Linked DNA regions of Mus musculus: region 2 is linked to region 1. The links are chromatin contacts, called in public promoter capture Hi-C maps. All regions are on one chromosome and are shown on one strand. The core of a region is the stretch at or near the end of the contact, and the rest is flanking DNA. Distances in the headings are between cores, read along the strand shown.

Region 1 (6,699 bases), core at 2,298-4,797:
CCACCTCTGAGAGCTGTGCCCCGGGCATAGGCTCCTCCCTGTGAAGAAGAGAGACAGCTGGGGACTACATGCACACTCTGGTACTGTTCCCCATAGGGGCTCCTGAGGGACCAGATGGGCCGTGAGGGCTGGGGAGGGGCCGCCACGTAGCTATTGGCATCTGTCACCAGGTAGAACCAGCGTCCTGCTCACAGCAGCCGGGCTTGAGCTTGGAGAAAGACTTTAATCTGTAAATGAACACCTGTTGTTGATGCTGGACTCCAATCCTGCCAACCCTTTCCTATTTTTAAAGTATCGTATTTATTTTTATTTCATGTGTATGGGTGCTCTGCCTGCACATATGTATGCATAGTGTGTGTGTGCCTGCAGAACCCAGAAGACAGGTCCTGGGTTTCCCTGGAACTGACATTATACACCGTTGTGAGCCGCCATGCTGGTACTGGGAAAGGAACCCAGGTCCTCCACGAAAGCAGCCAGAGGTCTGAACCCCTGAGACATCTCTCTAGCCCCCTTTTCGGTTTGCACATGTGTGCATGTTTGCACATGTGGGCACATGTAAGCATGGGGTACGTGTGTATGAGTGCTTCTGTGTGTGTACACGTGTATGTGTTTGTATCAGGTGCGTACCAGTGCTTGTGGGTATGTGTGTGGATATGCATGTCCATGTGTGTGTATGTGTATGTGCATGCGTGTGTATATGTGGGTGTATATATGTGTGGGTGTTTATGTGTGTGCATGTGTGTGTGCTTTTGTGTGTGAGTGTGTGGTGTGTTTGTGCATGTGTGGTGTGCGTCTGTGTGTGAGTCTGTGAGTGTGTGTGTGTGTGTGTGTGTGTGTGTGTGTGTGTGAGTGCATGTGGACACCCAAGGCTGATATTAGTAATCATCTCTCTCACTGCGGCAGGATCCCTGGATCAAACCCAGAGCTCTCCGAGGCCTGAATCACAGGCTACCACACCCACCTGGCATCTATGTGGGTTCTGGATATTTGACCTCCAGGCCTCATGCTTGTGTGGCCTTAGCCACTGAGCGGTCCCTTCAGCCTCCGTTCTCAGCTCTTTCGAGCCAAGTGTGGCCGGGAAGTTCACTTTTTTTTTTGGCACCGAGGACAGTGACAGGCCTAGTGTCCAGACCCTTTGGACGATGTTTGGGTCTCAAAGCTTCCAGCCTGAGGACTCTGGAAGGTGACTTCCAAGACCCATGCTCTGTACTCTGTATCAGCCATCTGTTATCTGCTCTGAGCACACAGGCCGCCCTGGTGTGGCCAAATATAGCGGCAGATACTCGCATGTGAGCCCAGTTGTAGGACTGGAAGAGTCAGATGAGGCACAGGCGCCACACAGTCTGGGGCTCCCGTTACCCCAGTGATGACGCCAGGCCCCTCAAGGCTGATCCTCTGGTTGTGTGTGGAGAGACAGTAGAGGAAATAACCACTAGGCAGCTTCCAGTATCACCCATGAGCACCTCCCTAAGGATGATGGGAGGAAGGTACTTCCTCATCTTGCAAAGGAAACACAGAACACCTGGGAGGGGTTGCTTCCGTCTCTCTTTCCTGAAGCCGAAAAAGAAGAGGAGTGTAGAGGTTTTGCTCTTGCAGGCCGCCTCAGTGCTGAGTGTGGGCCCCCAAGACCTGGAGTCTGCGCCCAAATTATTTCTGATTGGCGAATAAAGATCCTGGCAGCCAATAGCTGGGCAGAAGAGACATGGGTGGTTTAGGTTTCCTGGGCTTGTGGTCTGAGGAGAACCACAAGGAAAAGAAGGCGGTGGAGGGGGAGAAGCTGCTGTGGGTTAGGTGAGTCATAGAAACGTGGTCCCGAGGGCTGGCCAATCAGAGTTAAGAGCAGCCCAGATGAAACATAGTAAGTGATAACTTAGGGTTATTGATGGGAAAGTAGATTCTAATAGCATAGAAGGTAGGTATCTGCCCAGCTCTTGTGCTGTTTAAGGCTTACTGTAAATATAAAGGCTGTGTGTGTCTTTTATCTGGGGGCTGAATGATCAAAGGCAGGGTAGAAACTCTACGCTGGGATTAAAAATCTCTACGACAGAGGAGAGGGGGTTCCCAGCTGACATCTCAGGGGCACAATGAGGGTCTTCCCCGCCATCCTGTATTTAGCTCAGTTATGGTTTTCAAACCCATCCCATGAGGAGTTTAAAGAGGTCTTGCTCCATGAACCCTGTTCCTTCCACCCCCACCCCTACCCGATCCTCTTTGGGCGGTTGAAAGGAGACTTTGTAGCCTCTGGTGGACCACACCTGTAACCCCCAGTACACAAGGGCCAAGTTAGGTCTGAAATAATGGCCTGGTGATGTTTATATTACTCACTGCTCATATATTACTCACTGCTCATCAACCCTCACCCGAGGACCTCTCCACTCTCTAATGCAACTGTGCCCTAAACTGTTCCTGGCCTGAGGTATATCGCTTGGGAGACTGGGAGGAGGGGAGAGCCTGTGCAGCTTACAGAAGGCCTGGTCTCTGCTGGTGAAGACTTTCCAGTGGGGCCCACTTCCCTAGGCTCAGTAAGGAAGACCAATAGATTCATTGTTTCCCAGAGTGACCTGTGGCGGATTGTTTCCTGTTAACCCCTGGGGCTTTAGGAGGAGGGATACACATCCCCCATTCCCTAGAAGGAATTCAGCCACACCTGAGATGCAGAAGCAGGCTCTGTCTCCCAGACCCAAGCCTCCTTCCACATCTCCAGCTCAGATGCAGCCTCAGGAACTGTCAGGTGACCCGAGACCTGCCCAGGACAATCTCTAGTCTCACTGTGCCCCTCCTAGGTCCCTATGATGCCCCTGCATCAGCAGGTTTACCAGGCTTAAGGCGGCTCAGAGTTTATCTCCCCCTAGTTCTCTGAGAAGCCAAAGGTTCTTGGGCGGCCTGGCAGGATGCCCAGGTGACACAGTGTGGCTTAGAGTAGCAGCTCAGCTCCACTCAGCCTCAGTTTCCCCACTCCTAAAGCTGGCAGTAATCCCTACCTCAGGTGCCATGTTGGTGAGGGAGTCTGTGTGCTTTAGCCGGGTCATGTTCTTTTTCTCAAAGACTGGGTCCCAATGGGTGTGAGTGCGTGATCCCCCTGCCTCAGATCAGCGAGGCTCAGGCAGTGTGAAGTTAGAGTCTGAGTGATTGAGTGAATGAGTGAATGAGACAGCCTTTAGGAGAGCATAGGAAGCCATCAGGTGACCCAGTGTGGCCCTGGCTGGGCCTTTACCCTGGAAGTGTAACTTGGGTTTTGATGCCTCAGTTTCCCCACAGACTGGCTGGTTATAGCAACACCTGAGCCATCCCTCAAGAAGACCCTGAAGGTGTTTGCCCTGGGGTGCCCCACCCTCTCACCTTGGCAATCCTTATCACTCTTGGTCTCTGTGACCCTCGGGCTCTGTGCTGCTGTAGGGTGATGTTTAGCGACCCCAGAGCACCCCGTACGGCTGCTGTGAACTCAGGGGCTGGGTGCAGGTTGTGGGCCACCAGCTTATCCAGAGCTCCGGCTGGCGTGTGGAACAGGTCCATGTTGACCGGTACTCTCAGTAGAGTTTCGTTTCTCTCCAGGGCTTCTTGGGGGTGTTCCTGAGGTGACAGTGGGTGTGTTCCCTGAGTCACCTCCCTTCACTTTCGTTTTCTCCTCCCTGCTGAGTTCCTCTCTTCCCTGACTCAGGCTCAGGGTGTTTGTTGAGATTATCTGTTTATGGTTCTGCTGTCTCCTGGTGTGACTTCTGACCCTCTGGGCAGCCTGGGAACATTGGGGACCAGGCTCACAGGTCCCCTAGGTCCCCTGAGGCTTCCTGACCTCCTATTTGGGGACCCAAGATAGGCTGCCACAGAGCACCTCAGAGCCAGGCCTGAGGAAGCAGAGCCCCCCACAGTCCTCCCCACCCAAGTTCTCATCTATTGTTTTGCTGTGCTGCCCTGTGTTAACCTCTCTGGGCCTCAGTTTTTTCCATCTGTAAAAATGGGGTTATATTAATGAGCCTCCATTAAATGCCTGGTAGTGGTCTTAACATAAGTATGCAGGGTGGCAGATGGACAGAGAGGTTGAGTAAGTCATCTAGCATCACACAGCATGACTGTCAGAGTTAGAATCTGAACCCAGGTCTTCCAGTCCCAGGCATCCTGACTTTTTGCTCCTTGCTCTGCTGAGGCACAACGATGCTCCAAGAGGAGACATCAGATTGATGAGTGTGAGGCCCTTGGCTGGGGCTGCACAAAGGACTAAGGTAAGAAATGAGGGCTTCTGTGCTTAGCGCCCTGTTTGTGGGAGGAGATGCTGAAGACAGAAGCAAGGGCAAGTTCAGATTGGAGGCCAAGTGATGGTTCTGCTGCACGCCTGCGTGTTTGTGTGTGTGCATGTGTCTGTGTGTGTGTGTAGGGCATGTGTGTCGGAACATGTGTGTCTGTACTTGTGTGCGCGTGCATGTGCATATGTGTTCACACATGTGTATGTGTGCATGTGAGTGTCTGTCTGTGTATGTATTCATACGTCTGTACATGTGCACATGTGTGCGTGTACATGCGTGTCTGCATCTCTGTGTATGTGTGTGTGCGTGTGTGTCTGCCAGCCAAAACTGCACAAGTGTGGAACAGAGAGTCCGGTTTGTGTGTGTTGAGAACCTAGTGTCTTCAAGTGCTAATCACAGCTGACAGTGTGTGTGTGTGTGTGTGTGTGTGTGTGTGTGAGAGAGAGAGAGAGAGAGAGAGAGAGAGAACTGATATGAATAGGCTATAGTCTGGGGGGCACGATTTGAACACTCCAGGACAGAATATCTTTTTAGATGACAGTGTAATGATGTGGCCATCTAAACCCATCACCTGCCTCAGTCATCACACAGCTTGGCTCTGTTCACTGGAAGAGGCCATGGCCCTGGGGATTGAAAGGATCCAAAGGCATCCTTAGTCTCCTGTGGTCACTTTAGCTGGGGAATAAAGTAAGGGGGTTTCGAGCTATGCCAAACAGCTAGGCAGTCAAAGATAAGTGGGGAAGGCACATGTCATAGCCACATCCTGTGCCTGGGAGCCCTGGGAATCTGTTCTGTTTTAGAGCAGCGAGTGCAGACTGACACACCCTGCCCACCCACCTCCTAGCACCTTTGTTTCCTGTAAGATCTGCTGGGTCCAGGGTTACTGATCTACACATGTCTAGAAGGGACCAAGGAGCTGGGATGTTCCCTGGCCTTTCTTCAAGAGGAGAAAGGACTCTCAGGACCTCAAGGTGCAATCTTATTAGGAGATGAGGCTGTGCTCAAGGACAGTCATTAGGATAGGTCCTGGCCTGAGGCAGCTGGGCTTCTCCTGTGACAGAGTCAGTGGTCAGAGTGTGGTGGTGGTGGTGGTGGTGGTGGTGGTGGGTGGAGGCAGAGGTAGGACAGCAGAACCCAGCAGAAGATAGAATCTCACTTGCAACCTGGGAGGGGAGCTGCCTGCTGATGTCTAGACTTGTGGTTTGTAACCCAGACCCTTGAAGGTCTTTAACCTCACCCCCACCCACACTGTCACTTTGCCACAGGCGTATTTACACAGTTTGTCCCCACAGCCCCTATGAAATGGACCTGGCCCCTTTGCCTTCCTAGTGACTCTGGGTCTGTCGCTCACACACCATCTGCTTCTCTTATTTCTGTTTCTTTTGGGTTTTGTTCCCACCTCTGGGTCTTTACTGAGTCTGTTCCCAGCACCCTGCATGCTGTTTCACTTTTGCAATTGGCTGGAGGTCCTGAGTTCTTCTGTCCTTGGCTAAGAGGTCCCTGCCTCAAGGAGCAACTCAGGAGCCCTTTCCAGGGTCCCGGGGTAGAGTCAGCTGCCCTCCCCACCTCCCATAGAGTCTTATAAACTGAACTTCCTGAGAAAGGGGAGGAAGAACAAGAAGGAAAACCACGTGGGTCCTAAAGACTCTCCAAGGCTGAATATCTAATTAGAACTTAGTGATAGAGAGCTGGAATGTTGACAAGCCAGAGAAAAATTATCTTGGACTCTCTTCAGCACTTTTAGTAGTCAGTCAATGCCCACCATTGGATCTAGCCTAGCACTCTCGGAACGCTGAGGTAAAGCCTGTGGAATGTGTTCTGGCAGAACTTCAGGTTCCAATTGCAGAAGCTAAGAATATCTTCAGACAATATTTCCTCTTTGCATTAACCAGCCTACCCACATCTCACCCACATTCCCACCAAAGTATTTGGTAAGTGTCTTGTTTACAACTTCTTTTGTTCTGTAAGTATTTCCAGCTCAGACTCCTTTCCAGGAGAAAGCCCTCATCAATGTCCAGGGCTGTGGTCGCTCATCAGGGTAAGAGCTGTGTTTTCATGGATCCCTCCAATAAACAGTCTGTGTCACTTCATGATTTGAAGTGAGCCAGCCCTGCTGGAGAGCACCTGTCTCCCAGCACATAGGTCCCGGGCTTCCTGACATTTGTCTCCTCAATCCTGAATGTGAGACATGGCCTGAACCAAGCCTGTAGGAAGCATTGAGTGTGTGTGTGTGTGTATGTACATCTATGTGTGTGCGTGTGTCTGCCTGTCTGTCTATGTGGTGTATCTGTCTGTCTCTGTGCCTGTGCAGTTGCATGTGTACCAGTTTCTCTGCGTGTATGTGCGTCTGTCTATCTGTCTGTCTTCCAGTCTCTTTGGATGTGTGTGTGTGTGTCTGTCTGTGGTATATCTGTCTGTCTCCGTGCCTGTGTACCTGTGTGTGTACCAGTCTCTCTGCATG
Region 2 (6,699 bases), core at 1,378-3,877, 70 kb after region 1:
TATCACACACACACACACACACACACACACACACACAGAGAGAGAGAGAGAGAGAGAGAGAGAGAGAGAGAGAGAGAGAGAGTAAGCATTTTCTGTCAGGCAGGCCCGGGCATGGGCAGGGCAGGCCCAATACACCCACAGGTTTGGCTTCCAGCCATCCACTTTGCTTCCACTCTCTTAAGCAAGCTCACTGAACCCCAAGCCCTCAGGCCCTGGGCCCTTTTCCCAGCAGGCAGGCTCCATTACTTCAGCGTGAGCCAGCTCAGCCCAGGCCTTAGGGTTTCCTTGTTGCTTGATTTTGGTTTAAACGTGGTTCATTTTTCTCTCAGAGTGGGAATAACTCAATATCAAAGGTCCCTTTATAGGGAAAACTAAGCCAGGCACAGCTTCTGGAAGGGTTACTATCAGGACATACAGTGCATGAGCCAAGGCTGTTTATAGCCCCTGAGGTGTTGGTCATTCCATATATGGAGGGATTTCTCTTCTCTTGCTCGTCTGATCAATACATGAACGAAGCTTAACTTTCATGGTAGGTGAAGTGGAAGAGCAAACCTTAGTATTTTGGGTCGTGCCATTGCTAACCTCCTATCTGCTTAGCATTATAAGTTGCTTTCTGGAAACTCTTGTGGAATTCTATGGGAAAGGCAGCTGCTGAACAGAGCGGGCTGCTACTGCGTTCATTCAGTAAAGCTGCTGCCAAAGAGTAGTCTTAGACCTGAGAGTCGAGGAGAAAGACCACTCCCACAATTTCTGAGCAAAAATTTAACACAAGCTTGAATTAAATTGGGGCCAAGATGATGGAATCGGGCCAGGACCATTCCAGGGCTCACAGGAATGGCCAGGAGCCACATTTTGCAGAGGCTTATTAAAGACAACCCCACCAGGCTAAGTGTTTCCTACTAGGTCCAATCAGGGACAGGCTTACCTCCTAAGATACCTCCTGCCTGCTAACCTCCCCCCCCCCACCCGTGATCAAACACATCCTGTGCAGTTGAGTCCCACAAGCTTGTTTAGGGGAGCAAAAGCAGGTGGTTTGTCATCGTATAAACATGGCAGCCCCCAGCATCTCAGGAAGTTTCTGCCCTTGGGCAAGGAGCTTACGGGTTAGAGGCAGTTTTGTTTTATGGATCGCTTAGGCACAATTATTTAAACTTCAACACAGCTAGCTCTCACAATAGCTCATAGAAATAACCCCTTGCTGATGAAGAGCTTACAGAATTTATTGTTCCATTAAGTAAATAAAATGAAGGTTGAATATTTGTCCACCTGGATAATAATTGACAGATCACAGTAGCAAGTTACTTGGGATCTATAATAATTATTACCCCAGAGGTCTTAAGATTAAAAAAATGAAACTCCATGGGCATTCCCTAAAGTTCCATGTAGAAATCCTATAGACATTGATTGCAATGCTCTTCTAGATGGCTCCTAAAGAAAAGGAGCATATAATTTATGGTCAAGTTCCATAGGGTCCACAAATGTATTTGTACCCACTCCAGCTTACAAAGCTTAAAAGTTTAAACTACCTATAGTCAATCAGCTTTTATCAGATCTTTCTCAAGCACTGAATGTTTTTACTGACCTCGTGTACAAATTAGCACATAAATGATAGAGAGATCTCTCTGTTCTATATAACCCTTTATTTTTTTTAAAAAAAGAGATTTATTTATTTATCTTATATGAGTATTGTAGCTGACAGACACACCAGAAGGGGGCATCGGATCCCATTACAGATGGTTGTGAGCCACCATGTGGTTGCAGGGAATTCCTGGAAGATCAGCCAGTGCTCCTACTCACTGAGCCATCTCTCCAGCCCTCTAAACTTTTTATCACAAGATGTGGGAACTTTTTGAGAATGTTTAAAAAAAAATCTGTGAGGAAATTTAGCATAAAATTTGTAACAAAAGGCTGTTTGTTAAACTTATATATATTTTAATTTCCACCTATACACTACATATATGATTTGACTCTTATTTAGAAAAGTAAGTCTACTACATCATGCTATATTGGAAAAGTATCTTTTATTCTCCCGCTGTAATTGCTGTCTTGAAGGTTTCATGCCCATGTTTGCTAATCTAGGCCCAGTCCTGGAAGCTTCTAGCCTCCATTCAATCTTATCTGGTGTTTTTTCAATGTCTGAGACGTGCTGCTGAGTAAGCTCTTCCTTTCCAGCTCTTTCTGAACTCTGGAGGGCTGATCGACATCAATCAATAAGTATGGACCAGTCACCAACCTACACAGCTGTGCTGAAACGGTGTCAGGAATCTTCTGGATTTCTCTCACTTGTTCTTCTTGTTTTATCGATGTGTGGGTGTGGGTGTGTGTATGTGTTTGTGTGTGTGTATGTGTCTTATGCTGTAAAAAGTCTAGGAGACTATAAGACCATTTTTCCAAGACTAAGAAGGTAAGAACAACAGAAACTATGTTTATGGTACCTCCTGCCTCCTGCCTGCTGTGATGAGAATCTAAAGAAATACCAGCAGGTAAACAAACTCCAGAGTGTCAGGGAGCCTGGGAGCCAGAGATGGCAGATGCAGAGGTCTGATATGTACAGCCCCGCCTTGCCTAGGAACGAAAAACCTGCTATGGAAATGATGGACAACTGGCTTCCAGAGGCAGTGCTACAGTCAGCAAACACTTCCTGGCCATAAAATGGTGAAGGATCTTAGCAGCACCCCAGCCTGTGAGCTGGACAAGTTCATACGTGATCATCTCCTTCCCGATTCCAGCTTCCATGCTGAGGCCAGAGCAGACGTGGACTTCATAGGTGCTTTCCTGAAGGAGAGATGCTTCCAAGGTGCCACCCACCCTGTGAGGGTCTCCAGGGTTGTGATGGTGAGTCCCATTAGCCCAAGCTCACCAGGATGGGGTGGGGAGAGGACGCTCAGATGCCAGCCTGCAGTCCTTAGTGGGGGTGTTAGTTACCTGCCTGCTCTGTGCCCAGTGTCCTCATGTAGACCCCAGCTATGGCACAGGGCAGAGGACAAAACAGGGACCCCACTGCTGGATGACTGGACTGATGGAAGCTCATTGCCCATGGGACTGTATGACAGCAGTCCCTGCCTCAGTCACTGTGAAGGCTGCAGAAATGTCGTGTTGTAATGTCCACTCATCTATGTATGTCAGGGGTGCAAGTGTGTTTGTTAGTGATTGTGCTCAGTGTTTTATTTAGGGAGGATCTCTGCAGTATCATTTATTCTTGTTTTCTCAAAATGTTCCTTTTTGTAAATTCACTTTCCTTAGTTTCAACATTCGCTCTGTGACCTTTGAGTTTTGGTACATACTTTGTTTATCTAAGCATGATATATATGTGTCAGGATTCTCTATCCATCTCTCACGCTCAGTGGTGGACTCCTACATACTGTTCAGCATCTGGACTGCCTGGCACGACTCTCCCTGTCCCTCGTCATCCTCATCCTTGTCTTTTAGGGCGGCTCCTACGACGAACACACTGCACTCAAGAGCAAGTCAGAGGCTAAAATGGTGGTGTTCCTTAACAATCTCACCAGCTTCGAGGAGCAGTTAAAGCGACGGGGAGAGTTCATTGAGGAAATTCGGAAACACCTGTGTCAGCTGCAGGATGAGAAACCATTTAAAGTGAAGTTTGAGGTGCAGAGCTCAGAGGAGCCCAACTCCAGGTCTCTGAGCTTCAAGCTGAGCTCCCCTGAGCTCCAGCAGGAGGTGGAATTTGATGTGCAGCCAGCCTATGATGTCCTGTGTAAGTCAACCAGCAGCAGAGCCTCAGTCTGCCCTCCCCTCATGCATGAATCCTCTCTTCTATTTCTGTGTGTGTGTGTGTGTGTGTTGGGGTAGCATGTTCTCATGTATGCAGATGTCTGTTCACATGTTTGCCTGTGTGGGTAATGGTCAGACGCCAGCCTTGGAGGTTGGTTACTTAAGAGCCTATTTTGGTTGAGAGGTTGACCTGGAGTTTGCTGCCCCACCTTCATGGCTCCTGCAGTAAGGAGCTGGGGTCAGGTGGGGTGTGTGTTCTGATAGAGCTGAACCCACAATCTCTGGCACCTGGAGCCTCAGTATATTTATTAGGTACAGCACAGGGTTGGGTAGAGGGGTTGCCTAGTCCCTGCTGTAAACAAATACCCTTAGACATACGTTCAAGAGTACACTTGGAATCTTCCACTCCTTAGAAGCTAAGTGAATTTCTTTCTCCCTTTCTTTCTCCCTCCCTCCCTCCCTCCCTCCCTTCCTTCCTTCCTTCCTTCCTTCCTTCCTTCCTTCCTTCCTTCCTTCCTTCCCCTCTGCCTCTCCTTTCCCCTCCCGATCCTTTTCTTTGGAGATTGTTGACATGAAGCTGACAGATCCACATATCTGGTCAGAAAGTGAGCCTGAGGGATTCTCCTGTCTCTACCTCCCCAGCACGGGATTCCAGGTGTGGACTCTCCAACCCTTGCAAGCCCAGCTTTTTTACCTGGGTGCTGGCATTTGATTTGGGTCCTTATATTTATGTGAGAAGCCCTTTACCCACAGAGCCATCTCCCCAGCCTGGGGACATCCTACAGAACGGTTACATGGTGAACAGCTCTCTTCATGCCTGAGTGTGGGAACTCTGTGTCTATAAAGTGGAACTAGAGATACAGCTAAAAATGAATATCTGTCCCATCTGCTATCAAAGAATGAGAAACCTCAGATCTGTGCAGAGGCTTGGGTGTCCATGCATGGGGTTGAGGGTGGGGTGCAGGATGCAGAACTTCCTGGAGGAGCTCTGTGCCCCACCTGGGAAACTGGAAACCTGGCGCGCGCGAGTGTACACACACACACACACACACACACGCACACACACACACACACACACACACGAACACACACACACACACACACACGAACACACCAACCTCCCACACTTACACACATGTTATATAATTGCATATTAATGGTGCTCTGCATTAAGAATCTCTCACACCAGGCCTGACACAATGGGAGTATCCAAAATTACAAATTGCACAACTCTATCTAAAGACAATCAGGAACATCCCTGAGAGCACAGTGGAGTCTTGGGGCAATTAGAGAATACTTAGGCTTTACATTTGGGGAAATCACAGCACACCCTGCTGGTCACTGTGTGAACTGCTGCCGTTAACTTAGAGACAAGCCCTTGGCTTAGGAGAGACATGGAAACAGTCCAGAGTCTCATGCAGCAGGCACTGAGAGGGCCAGCCTGGGAGTAGGACCAGGGCAGCCTGCTGTGGGAAGTTGCAGGAGTCTTAGAACTCTGCTCAATGGAGGGGGCTTCAAGGGGGTGACCCAGAAATGAGCTTGGAGGGCGGCTCCTGCAGAAGCCTGTAGCCGCTTTCCAGTAGCAAAGCAGCTTCCTCACAGTAGGGCCACCTTGGGAATGCTGGTGTGGGTGACAGCCCAAAAGAGGACCCCAGTTACAGCCTTTCCATGGGTGACTTAGCAAATGAGATCTACTATGTGTTGGGTCAGGAAGTCGAAATTAAGTTCTTGGGAACTCCCTGGGTCACTGAGTGACTCGGTGTGTCCATCCTCCATCTGTGAGTGATTTTTTTAAAGATTTGTTTATTTATTATATGTGAGTACACTAGCTGTCTTCAGACACTTCGGAAGAGGGCGTTAGATCTTGATACAGATGGTTGTGAGCCACCATGTAGTTGCTGGGATTTGAACTCAGGACCTTCGGAAGAGCAGTCGGTGCTCTTAACCACTGAGCAATCTCACCAACCCTGTGAGTGATTTTGCTTTGTGTCAACATCAGAGCTCGATGGTGTGGCCTGATGCAACCGTGGCCACACCCATGAACACACTTAAGGAAGGCATAGCCTGCTTGCCTAACTAGTGTAATCAAATATGCACACCCACCCTCACATAGCCACATATACCTCAATTCCATAGCCTGCTGCCCAACCACAGTACAAGTTCACAGGACACACAACCACACACACACACACACACACACACACACACACACCATCACCACCATATCCTGACACTCCCAGGAACTGGACAATCAAAACCACATGACATTGACTTGGTCACTACAGAGAACCATGCACTGAACACACAGTGGCTGGGGAGACAGCTCAGTGGATAAGGGTGATTGCTGCACAAGCATAAGGACCTGAGTTCAAATCCCCAAAGCCCACCTACTCTTAGGAAGTTCCACACATTGACCTGTATCCCTGTTACTATGGGAACAGAGACAGGAGAGTCTCTGTGGCCTGATGGATGCCAGCCAAGCTCCATGTTCACAGAGAGACCCTGCTGCAAAGGGAGGGGTGACAAACTATACAGGAAAACACCCCATCTCCTCTTGTGGCCTCTGAATATGTGTTTACCACATCCATGCACACACAATCCACCCTTCATCTCAAAATAGGGCAGAGACTGTAAGCAGGAGATATGATATACAAATGCAGTAGAATGCACGGCACACCAGAACATGGTTGGCCATTAACAGATGACTGTGTAGCTCTCCTGTGTGTGACCATCGAGTGCTGTTTCTTCCCACCACTGTCTCCAGACTTGTGAGCAATGCAACCTACTATGAGCACTTGGTGGCACAGACTTTCCAGGACCAATTCATGTATGCAGTCCAGAGGTGTGGTGGGCTCATGGCTGTAATGGGAGTGATGCTTGCTGCAGACAAACTTTGTCCTGTTCACTGAACCCCATAGAGAGTGACTGTGACCCTAGAGAGAAGGAAGATCCACAGAGCAGGGA

The links. Promoter capture Hi-C pulls out the DNA fragments that hold promoters and counts their contacts.
Region 2: a promoter capture Hi-C map of the SN4741 cell line shows a contact between it and region 1, with 4 times the contacts expected there. The contact joins the promoter of Oas1f here to the promoter of Oas3 in region 1. A contact is called at or near these places in 14 of 39 promoter capture datasets (the 3T3-L1 cell line, the HPC-7 cell line, the SN4741 cell line and 10 more), 1 of 15 datasets of contacts at CTCF or cohesin (CD8 T cells), 9 of 484 Hi-C or Micro-C datasets (the C10 cell line, the Patski cell line, brain and 6 more), 2 of 115 datasets of contacts at active chromatin or transcription factors (embryonic stem cells and pancreatic cancer cells) and 3 of 9 other capture datasets (adipose tissue, liver and pancreatic islet).

What each region holds. Positions count from the first base shown.
Region 1 is chr5:120,774,112-120,780,810 of GRCm38.p6, forward strand. Oas3 (2'-5' oligoadenylate synthetase 3) reads right to left here and starts at 3,548. Exons shown (of 16, transcript NM_145226.2): 1 at 3,340-3,548; 2 at 1-38. The coding sequence starts at 3,513.
Region 2 is chr5:120,844,740-120,851,438 of GRCm38.p6, forward strand. Oas1f (2'-5' oligoadenylate synthetase 1F) reads left to right here and starts at 2,628. Exons shown (of 6, transcript NM_145153.3): 1 at 2,628-2,835; 2 at 3,430-3,718. The coding sequence starts at 2,653.